4 separate regions of the Mus musculus genome follow, and all the other regions are linked to region 3. The links are chromatin contacts, called in public Hi-C, capture Hi-C and promoter capture Hi-C maps. All regions are on one chromosome and are shown on one strand. Each heading gives the region's core, a stretch centred on a gene start, on an enhancer-like site or on the middle of the called end of the contact. The rest is flanking DNA. Distances are from core to core; before and after follow the strand shown.

Region 1 (2,700 bases), core at 180-2,679, 1.7 Mb before region 3:
TTAAAGAGTTAAAATGACCTTTCTAAGACCTCAGTTATTATCTTTTTTGGTAATTGAATTTCCCCATATTTCAGCTTCTATGCATTGCTAGTCCCCTGAACAACAGCAACGGAAGTGCAATCCTGGGCAAACTTGTCCTTTCTGCACACATATCAATAACGAGGAGAGCAGACTCCAAGACGTATCCTAAAGGGAAAACACTCTTCAAACAACTGGCGATACCTACACACAACTGTGGTTTCAGAAAGCTGGCAGATAATGTTTCAAAACACCATCTGGGAGGTGTGCAAACTCTGACCAAGCACGGCCTCTTCTGCCTGCCCTACCCAAATAATCTGCATGCGCCAGCCAGCTGGAGGATCTCTGTGTGCCCTGCCTTTATCTGCTCTGCATTCGGCACAGGACAATTTAGAGAGTTCTGGAGAGCAGCAGAGACAGCCCTTCTCCTGCAGCAGGCTTCACAAACACAGTTTTCCCTGGCAGCAATCACAGAAACACTTCAGTTTCCAAAGATAATATTTTTCTGGAGAATTGTCATACACTAAATTTCCAGGGACACAGGAATGTCACTAATTCAGCATACTTCTTCTAAATGACCCGATTTCAATTACTTACATGATAACATCTAAGGACTATGATTTAGAGCGAGAAATTCCTTCTAGTGCCAAAGCTGCCTTCATTTTCTTTGACATAAACAGCTCTTCAAAGACGTTCTCCAAGAATTCTACCATAATCTAAAAACTCTCTCCACAGGCAAATAACCAGCAAAGAAGTACAGATGATAGTCCAGAGACCCAGAACAGAAAACACTTCTCAGTGGAGCTAATCCCCTGTGTAAACTGCTCAGGCAAACATCCACGGCTTCCTTCCCCTCAGTTTCAAAGGAGTATCTCCCCATATCCTACACCCCTAAATCCAGCTTTCTTTGTGTCACCTCCCAATCACACCTCTATCACCCCACAGCCTCTCCCTGCCCTCATCCAGTACAGCAGTCGTGGTGCAGTCGGCATTTTCCACGCGTTACAGAAAGTAAAGCTTCCTTCCTTGCAAGAAAAGAGGACTCACTCACCAGGCATCCCGGAATCCAGCGTGTAACACACTGAAAGCAACTCTGTGTTAAGAGGGAGCGCGATGCGGGCTCATGCCTCCTGTTCTGGAATGTGCGGGGCGGTGGAGAGGAGGGCCATCAGAGGGGCTGGGGCGGCATGGCCCGAGGCAGGGTGCTGGGCGCGTGCGCCTGCCAGGCAGAGACAGATGGAGAGCTGACACTCCGGATTGCACTTGGAGCAGAAATGTGCAGGATGACAGGAACACATGTGGCCTTGAACCCAGCCCTGTCTCTTCAGGCAGAACAATGACAGGGACGTGTGTACAAAGTATCACAACTCCTGTCTCCCTTTCTCCACTCTTCCTCCTGCCCCAGTTCCAGAGCACCAAAAAGCAGAAAGTGAAATGCAGAAAGATAAGCTAAATGCTGAATAATTCATTCACTATCACCACCCCTTCCCAGCTCCAAGTTAACCCTTATTTTGCCAAAAGATGGCAATGTTGACCTGACCCCAACTCACACTGAAAGCTGTCCTTCATCTTCTAATTTTAACAGGCATTACTGGGAAGTTTGGTTTAAAACAAACAAGGGCACAGACCACAAAGCTTTTTTTATTGATCTGGAAACCCCAAACAACCTAAAAACCTCTTGTAAGACCGGGCTGTGCCAGTTCATCGCCCAGCACAAAGTATGAGCAGAACACTTCCAGCTTCCCAGTAGCGTGGGTCAAACAGAACACTTTTTTTCTGAGGCAGAATCTAACCGTTTTTAGTTCACTACAGTGCTTTCAATCCACTGGGCTCCCAGGTTGATTTGCTCCAAACACTTTCAGCTTACTTTCCTCTACTTTACATAGAGATCCACAGGAGACAAAAACAAACTCTTCATTGTAATGCCTTTTCAAAAGCTAAACAATCATGCCTTTTTGGGAAGGGGTGCTGGGGGGGGGGGTGCAAGGGGGGCTGGGGGGGGAGACACCCTTAAATGTTTCTCCTGACTGTGAATAACACATACCCAGCCTGGTTCAATGGACTCTTCCCTATTAAGCTTTAATGGACACCATGATATATAAAACTGGGAGCCTTTGTTACAGTGCTTTATCTAAAGCTGCCTATTTCCTTCCCAGCAGTGTGTCTTCAGTCCTTTGTAAAACATCCTTGCCTCATAGGAGAAACACAAGCCTGCCTGCCTGCCTGCCTTGCCCGCCTGTTTCTAAACACACAAAGATGCCAGGCAGAAGGAAAACATTATTCTCTTCTAAAACTCTTCTTCACAATTTAACACTTGGGAACTCTTCTCTGGGTCTGTGTTTGATTGTTTGTTTTAACAACAGGGCTCACATGGTGGTCAAGCCCTTGGGCTCTCTACCTTTCCAGTGTACAGCCAATCCACTAGACACACACAATTCTACTAAACAATTCTACTCAGGACTGACCAGCCAGCCAGCTCAGTGACCATGAAGAGGGACCGGCCCCTTTAACTCTTGCTATTCTGGCAGTGGTCCATGTGTCCTTTGCTTATTCGACATTTTCCATAAGCTTTCATCAGGTTGATTTTTCTCCCCTCCTTGCTGCCTTCAAGAACTACTAACAGACCCCATCTGAAAACAGGCAGTGATTTTGACCTCTACCCACTGCCTCCCTGTCCCTTCG
Region 2 (2,700 bases), core at 187-2,686, 1.0 Mb after region 3:
AAGTCTACACCCTCTCTTTCTCTCCTTCATTAGAGTACAAACAATTGTTCTTAACCACTGATCCATCTCCCCATCTATCCTTTGAATTCTTTATCTTTTTCCCCCTAACTCTCAAATGCTGGCATTATATGTGCATGCCACTATACCTATAGACTATTCAATTAATAATAGTTGGTAACAACATATCATTTGTAGTATAGTATCATTTTATTGTATTTTAAACTGTTGTATTTAAGTATTTAAATTAGCACATTATGGCATGTACATAATGTATTTCAACATTTGCCTCCCATTACCCTCTTTTGTCTCCTGCCCCTCTGAGCCTCCTTTTTGTCTTCTGAGCTCCTTCACCTCATCTGGTACTATCTTACCATTTTACTGACTGACCCATCTCTCTAGCCTTATACTGGAATTCTAAATTCTCCACAGGCAAAAGGCTTTGGCCTGATTCCTGGCTGAGAGGCTACTTTTCTATCTCAGGTTCACAACTTCCTCTTTTTGTCTTGCTTCAACCTCACTGTGTAGTGTAGGCTGACTTTGAACACTCAACACTTCCTGTCTCAGCCTTCTTAGTGCTGGCGTTACAGATGACAGAGGCAAGTCAGATTTTACAACATCGAGGGACTGTCAATGGGTTAAAGCAGGAAACAAATGACTCCATGCTCTTGGGCTTTTAGAGTGTTGTGAGAGACAACTAACAGCAAATGATATATTGTTACTGTTAAAAAAGAAAAAGGAGCCGGGCGTGGTGGCGCTCGCCTTTAATCCCAGCACTCAGGAGGCAGAGGCATGCGGATTTTGAGTTCGAGGCCAGCCTGGTCTACAAAGTGAGTTCCAGGTCAGCCAGGGCTACACAGAGGAACCCTGTCTCGAAAAACAAAAGAAACAAAAAACAAACAAAAAGAAAAGGAAAAGGAAAAGAAAGCAAAAGGAAAGAAATTAAATTTTGTCTCTGTCTCTCTCCCCCTTCCTCTCCTTCCCCTTTATCCTTAGTGGTTGATAATGGAGGCATAACCTGGTGCATCTCTCAAGCATCTTTGTGTTTTTCTCTTGGAGGTAGAGTGGCTAATCAGTGTACCTGTTCAGGGCTATGCTGGGAGGTCTCTGGGAATGTGTGTGGGTGAATAGTGGGCATTCAGGTACAACAAGCTTCCAGCAGTGCGGTTACAAGTGTCAATAGCGCCCTTGAAGAGGATCAAGAGAGGATGGGGGTCTCTGGGGTGACAGGATGTAACGTCAGTCGCTTCTTTAAAAAGCAGGCACCCATCCCTTTTGGCGTTCTGGGGTTCTGTGGGAGTGGACGCTGGAGAGGACAACCAAGTCACCAATGTGCAGGATTATAGCGACACCTGGCTCTGGTCTGAGTGGCGTCCTTCCTTTGCGGAGTTGCAGAGATCTGCCGGGGGCGTGGCCACTTTCCGGGGGGCGTGGCCTCAGGGTCGGAGGGCACCCGAAGCGGGTGTCATGGCGACCTCCATGCTGGGTTCTGTCCGCGGCCCAAGGCCATTCGGTTTGGCTAACCTGTTCCATCGCCAGCCGCCTCGGGATGCGTGGGAACGTGTGCGGCGCCTGCCGGGGCCCTCGGCGGTCCGGCGCAGCGTGGCGGCGGCCAGCGGGCCAGGCATCCCCGGTTCCCACCTCTACTGCCTGGAGCTGCTGAGGTGAGTGGCCGCGCCCGGGGGACATCCCCGAGAGCCCAGAGCCTGTGGAACGCAGAGCGCTGAACCCCGAGCCTGGGGCTGCGTCCTCCGGGTCCTGCGTTCTGCTGGGCTCTGTGCCCGTGCTTGGAGAAGGAGACCGCAGGCCTGTTCACGTGGCTCAGCACATCCTCTGCCTGAACCCTAACGTTAATGGACCCTACAACCTTTGCATGCATAGCACTTTTTATTCATGGACAGCTAGTGACTTTAACACCGTTAACTGGCTTTGGGCTCTGTGTGCTGCACTATTAAAAGTAATTCACGGGGCCTGCGCATTTTTAGGTCCATTGGTAGGGTGCTTGCCCAGCGTGCTTTGGATAAACACATCTCACAAAAGTTGGCACACTCACTTTTGACGCATCTTCTTAGGAGGTACTGGCCAGAGGTTTAGATTTAACTACAAAGCAACCTCAAAGCTAAAATTTTGTTTACAAAAGTAAAGTCCAAAGCAGCTTATTTAATTCTCCTTTCAAGTTGTGATTCCCATCAAGGGAGTTTAAGAGTTAGAGCATTAAGAGCTGGAGAAATGGGTTAGCGGTTAAGAGAACAGGCTCAGGTTTGATTCCCAGCCCCGACACGAGATCTAATGCTCTCTTCTGGCCTTCTTGAGCACCAGGTAAGCAGTGTATAGACATATGTGTACGCAAACACTCATACACATAAAAATAAATACAATTTTTAAGATGAAGTTTAATAATTTCAAGGGAACAAGGGATTTGCCAGAGATTTACAAGAACAGCCTCATGACTTGTGTTTTGTTCACCTGGTGTCAGGAAAGACATCTGGGATTTCCTCTGTAGACATGTGTGGGGGTTGGGCCTGATGGGAATTGAGCCCTATGAATAATCTATGGCTTAATTACATCCACCCACACCGCCCCTGCATTTTGCCCTCCCTGCTAACAGCAGTTATCCGGTATGGTTTTTGTTTGTTTTGAGACAGGGTTTTTATGTAGCTGTGGTTGACCCTGTAGACCAGGCTGGCCTGGAACTCCTTCTGG
Region 3 (2,700 bases), core at 66-2,565:
CTGTTCTCTGCAGTGTAGTATGGTTTTGTGCATGCTCTATTTCTAGGCAATCTGTGAGCCCCTGACCCACCCCTGAAAACTTCCACTGGGGGGCGGGGATGTGAGGCAATTGTAAAATATACAAATCAAAAAGGTTTCTTTTTTTTCTTTTCATCATAATGAACCGCTTTGGAAGTGGAAAGCTGCAGAGTTTTCCATCCTCTCCTGTGATTTCTGTTAAACCTGAGAAAAACAGGGCAGTTGCATAGGCAGATAAAAGCAAGCTGTATTTACAACAGGCCTTCGGGCTGCCTTACCTAAAGTATGTATTACAGAAAGCATCCCTTCAACCTTTTATTACTGTGCTGTTAGGTGTATGTGACAATTCCCAACAATCACACTATGTGGCAGTTCTCCAGTCGGGGGTTTATTGGGATGGGAAATAGAGTTATCCTCTGGGAGAGGGAGGAGAACCAGGGACAGGGGAGAAAGGGAGAATGAGGCTTTTATTAGGCATTGTTGCGCTAACAGTCTGCAAGGCTGTGCACTTTAATAGGCAATATTCATGTATATCCAAATTTGGTTCTCAAACCAAGTGAGATGAGGTGTATATGTAGGGTGCTTTATGCACAATACAGAGAAAGTATGAAATCAAGATTCAGTAGGCAAGGTTTCTCCTAGACTTTTGTCATAAAGGTATTATATATAAAATCAATGAGGGTTTCTGTTTGTATTGCTTTGCTAAAACTCAAACTCAGGACTTGAAACAATCCCTACCCTTAGTGTTTTTTAAATAATGTAAAAACAAAGCCGGGCATGGTGGTGCACGCCTTTAATCCCAGCACTGTAGAGGCAGAGGCAGGCGGGATTTCTGAGTTCGTGGCTAGCCTGGCCTACAAAGTGAGTTCCAGGACAGCCAGGACTATACAGAGAAACCCTGTCTCGAAAATCAGAACAAAACAAACAAAAAAAGTAAAAACATAGGGCACCTCCTTTGTTGTCAAAATTAATCCCCTGGGTAAACTGTCATGTAGGTGTGATTGCCACTTTCATGAAACACTTTTAAGTGCTAAAACCATATATTTTCCATTGCTGTAGTAGTATTTCCTGACACGGTAAATTGACTGCGTCCCAGAGTTTTAAATACATTTTAAATAACCGCCCCTAATTTATTTAGCATATGTCTGATCCATTGTTTCCCGCGTGCGTGGTAACCTAGCAACCAGGCGTCGCAAGGTTGAGTTTTTTTTTTTTTTTTTTTTTTTTTTTCTGAACCCTGTTGTCCAATCAGCTCAGCGGACTCACCGAGGAGGCTGCTGGGGAGCTGGAGACTGCGGACCCAGGATATGGGTACCATGGTGACGCGTACAAGGCCTGTGGCGGCCATGGCGGTCAGATCTCGTTCTTCATCCCGGACTGGCACCGCCTACCTTCTCTTAGTTCTCTGCGAAGTCTCATGGGCACAAATCTTCTCCTTCCCTTTCCGGCGGCCTGAGACCTGCGACTTCAACCAGTACTTTGACATCTCGGCGCTCTCCTGTGCCCCCTGTGGCGCCAACCAGCGGCGGGATGCACTAGGTGAGGCGGTTTGGGGGTGGATGGACTCTGACCAAAATAAAGCACTCCTGACAGCCAGCACTCCAGACATTTTATTTGGAGAATGTTTCAGAAAATGCACAGCTATCAAACCTAAGAAAGGGTTTCCTGGGAGGATACGGCTGACACAATGAGATCAGTCACCCAGGCGCCACCACCCTACCCTCCTCCAGGAACTCATTCCCCGGAGTCAGTCTCTGGCAGGGAATCCTTAGGATGGCACCTGAAAGCCGCCTAAGAAAAGTAGAATAGAAATAGAAAAGAAATAACCTGAGGCGTCTAGTGAGGTACCCTGACAGGAAAGCAAGGGAAGAAATGTGAATTAGTAAACTCTTGTGACCATTAATTCTACTTCCAAATTCAAGATATTTAAAGCTGTTTGCAACTGTGACTATAATCAGATTTTGTAAGCAAAGGAAACTGAAACCGAGATGTTGTGACATCTGTGTGACATATACTGGAAACTAAGAGAACTCTTGTCTCTTCCTCACTTTCTTTTTTGTTTTTTGTTTTGTTTTGTTTTTCGACACAGGGTTTCTCTGTGTAGCCCTGGCTGTCCTGGAACTCTCACTTTGTAGGCCAGGCTGGCCTCGAACTCAGAAATCCGCCTGCCTCTGCCTCCTGAGTGCTGGGATTAAAGGCGTGGGCCAGGACACCTGGCTTCCCTCACTTTCTACCTCTGCATTCCCAGCGCGTGGCTTTGCATCTGTGGTTACATATTCCCTTAGGACCTGTCCCTTTTATTGTTGATGACTTCTGTTTGCTCACATTGTCCTTTTAGACTTAATTGCATCGATTGGTCTAGTTCTCCCTTAACTACTCAGAATGAGTCTTTTCCTATTTACTGAAGTCTAAAATGCTGTGAATCTCAGACTGGTTAACTCTCCTGCTTTAGGCCTGGTAGAGTCTCACTTAAGGCAGTGCGGATCACTGTGTCAGAAGATGGAGTGTGAAGAGCAAACGTGTTCTGCATTGTATTGCTTTCATGACAATGAATGAAGACGTGTGTGTTGTACATAGACTCCTACAGGTGCTGGCTCTACTTAGTCCTTAGAGAATTCTTTCTTTAACTAGCTGAGTCTACTTGTAATTACAAACAACATTTATTTTCTTTCTAGAGAAAGA
Region 4 (2,700 bases), core at 50-2,549, 1.1 Mb after region 3:
GCCTGCCTCTGCCTCCCGAGTGCTGGGATTAAAGGCATTCGAAGAGCAACATTTTTATTGATGACACTAGAAACACAGCAGTTCCTAATCTTAAAATTTAAAAAGATTTTAGAGTGTGCTTAGTCTAGCACACATAAAGATTGTGTGTGTATACGATTGAAATCCTGTAACTATCCCTATTACGACAACTGATCTCCTTTGCCAGTTTTGTTCTGGATACTAATTTAAAACAACTGTATTTGTTTCACAGACATTCTTCTTCCTCTTCCTCTTCTTCTTCTTGTTTTTCGAGACAGAGTTTCTCTGTAGACCAGGCTGGCCTTGAACTCAGGATTCCGCCTGCCTCTGCCTCCCAAGTGCTGGGATTAAAGGCGTGTCCAACACCGCCCGGCAGCTCTCAATCTTCTTAATGCTTTAATATAGCTCCTCCTATTGCGGTGGTCTCCACCATATAATTATTTGTTACTACTTCATAACTGTAATTTTGCTGTTATGAATCATAATGCAAAATATGTTCTCCGATGGTCTTAGGCGACTCCTGTGATCCGCAGGTTGAGAACTGCTCAACAGGAGGCTAAAAAGAAAATTCCTGAATAAAACTTTAATAATAACCCAATTTCTACCCCTTTCCTGTTTAAACGGTGTGCTTTTCCCAGCCAGCCAGCCTAGATGCCTCTGCTATCTCTCCGCAGCGCCTAGTAAACGCTCTTCTAACCCAGCGTCATGGTAGCACCGAGTTCTAGGTACGCGAAGCAGTTGGCCGAGGGGAAGTTTTGAAAAGAGCGGAGTTCTTCGGCATAAGGTTACACAGGAGCCTGCGGGTCATGGGTGCGGTAAGCGCAGACCCCTGGCTTGGGAGAAAGCGACAGCAGGTGTTCGGCTGAATGGCCGAGCCGGGCGGGGTTGGCAGACGCGGTTGGGTGGCGAGAAGCAAAGCCTTTCCTGTTCCTTAGGGCGGGAGGCGTGGAGGCAGCTTCCGCCCATTCTTCCAGAGAACTTCGCGGACTGCTTAAGAGCCCTTTCCGAAGGCTAGCCCGAGTCAGGAAAGTCAGGTCAGGCGACCCAGTCCAGCCTCAGCTGGCTCAGACGCGCGTCACCTCTGCAGAGGCGCGCGTTCCCCAACCCCGCCGGGGGAGGCCCCCGAGTGGGTGTGGCCTCCGCTGAAGAGCCCGCCCCCCGTGCGGTCGCGTGGGGATGGAGGGGCGGGGCAAGGCGATGGGCGGGGCGAGGGAGCCGGGAAGAAAGGGCAGGGCGGGTGTGCTCGTGCCCGTGTTTGGCGCTTGGGCGGGGGCGCGCCGGTGCGCGCGCAGGAGGGAAGCCAGCCGGAGCGGCCGTTGTCGGGTTCGACTGGAGGGGCGGTGAAGTCACCTGCGAGCGGCTGCGCCCGCCGCGTCCGGATCGCGCCGGCCTCGCGGGGCCCCACGCAACCCTGCGAGGCTGGGGTCGGGGAGCAGGCGGAGTCCGCGCCCGGAGTCGGCGACTAGGAGGACTCGCACCCTCGGCGCCGCCGCCCGCGCGGGGTCGGGTAGGTGCCATGGGGGTCGGGACGCACCGGGCGGCGGCGGGCTGGGGAGGGAGAAGCGAAACTTTGCGGGCGCCTATCCCCGCGGGCCCGGGCCAGCCGTGGCGCGGGGAGGGGTTGGCGCGGGCGGCGGCGGCCGACGCCATGTTGGGGTCTGTGGGAAACGGGGCGCTCGGGCGGCTCCCCTCCGGGCCGGCGCTCGGGCTGGAACCGCCTGGGTCCCGCCGCGCCCGTCCGCGGGACGCCGCCCGGAGGGCCAGGGCCGGGACCATAGACGGCGGCTGGGGACTGGACCTCGCGTCGCCCCCGAAGTTGTGGGGCAGCAGGACTCGGGTCCCCAGATCGTGCGGTCTGAAAACTTTGCAGGGTCTGGGCGTCAGGGGCACGCTCTGACTCCAGCAGTTTATTTTATGACTTTATATGAAAATGGCACCGTACAATTGGCTCAGATAGGAGCGGTAGCTTACACGCTACTTGAAGGGTTTTTTTTTTTTAAGTTTTATGATCTTTTGCCTAGTTTTTTTTTTTTTTTAATGTTATTAAAGGCCAAGAGCTGGTTCCCCAAGTTGCTCGAGTAGCCTTGTATAGTCCTCGAATATTAAAGCAGTAAGTTGTGTGAGTGTGCAGTGGAAATGACTAGTATTCAGGTTACATACACCTAAGCAGTAATTCAGACTCCCAAGTACATTAAACTGGTAAATGCCTTCTTTGTTATGTTTTAATATGTTGCCTAAGAGACTCGTTAAAGAACCATTTAGAGTTGAACGTTCAGTTGAAACGTTAAGGCATGTGTTGTCTTAAGACTAAGTGAAATAACCCAGTGTGTTGGCTCATGCCGGTTTTCTGAGCACTCCCGCGGGCTAGGGCAGAAGCATTGCCGCGAGTTCAAGGCCAGCCTTGGCTACAGCTTGAGTCTGAAACAAACAACCCCAGGACCACAACAAACAGATTAGGGTGATTTTGACGATTCAGTTTTTTTTTTATTCTTTTTCCTTTTCGTTCCTTAAAGGTGCATGAGTTTTGAGCCCCTATCTTTGTACCTTTATAGCTTAAGGGGTGGGAGGACCCAGGTTAAATCAGAATTAACCCAGGCTATTTTTAATCACTATGGGTCATGAGAGCATTGGGAGGTGAATGGTATTAAGTTGCTTATTTGGAAAGCTCTTTATAATCGCCCC

Evidence for each region. A called contact is a pair of places that touch in the nucleus more often than the background predicts. Capture Hi-C pulls out chosen DNA fragments and counts their contacts.
Region 1: a contact with region 3 is called in a capture Hi-C map of embryonic tail, with 6 times the contacts expected there. The contact joins the promoter of Runx1t1 here to the promoter of Tmem67 in region 3. A contact is called at or near these places in 1 of 39 promoter capture datasets (frontonasal cranial neural crest), 4 of 115 datasets of contacts at active chromatin or transcription factors (astrocytes, differentiating embryonic stem cells, embryonic midbrain and 1 more) and 1 of 9 other capture datasets (embryonic tail).
Region 2: a promoter capture Hi-C map of liver shows a contact between it and region 3, with 2.2 times the contacts expected there. The contact joins the promoter of Ndufaf6 here to the promoter of Tmem67 in region 3. A contact is called at or near these places in 2 of 39 promoter capture datasets (hippocampal neurons and pre-B cells), 1 of 115 datasets of contacts at active chromatin or transcription factors (bone marrow-derived macrophages) and 1 of 9 other capture datasets (liver).
Region 4: a Hi-C map of B cells shows a contact between it and region 3, with 9 read pairs. The contact joins the promoter of Plekhf2 here to the promoter of Tmem67 in region 3. A contact is called at or near these places in 2 of 39 promoter capture datasets (hippocampal neurons and pre-B cells), 1 of 484 Hi-C or Micro-C datasets (B cells) and 1 of 9 other capture datasets (liver).

The regions. Positions count from the first base shown.
Region 1 is chr4:13,783,511-13,786,210 of GRCm38.p6, reverse strand. It overlaps Runx1t1 (RUNX1 translocation partner 1), which reads right to left and starts at 1,429. Exons shown (of 11, transcript NM_009822.3): 1 at 1,070-1,429. The coding sequence starts at 1,076.
Region 2 is chr4:11,074,941-11,077,640 of GRCm38.p6, reverse strand. It overlaps Ndufaf6 (NADH:ubiquinone oxidoreductase complex assembly factor 6), which reads left to right and starts at 1,436. Exons shown (of 9, transcript NM_001085493.2): 1 at 1,436-1,661. The coding sequence starts at 1,465.
Region 3 is chr4:12,086,572-12,089,271 of GRCm38.p6, reverse strand. It overlaps Tmem67 (transmembrane protein 67), which reads left to right and starts at 1,315. Exons shown (of 28, transcript NM_177861.5): 1 at 1,315-1,557. The coding sequence starts at 1,335.
Region 4 is chr4:11,006,218-11,008,917 of GRCm38.p6, reverse strand. It overlaps Plekhf2 (pleckstrin homology domain containing, family F (with FYVE domain) member 2), which reads left to right and starts at 1,299. Exons shown (of 2, transcript NM_175175.4): 1 at 1,299-1,525.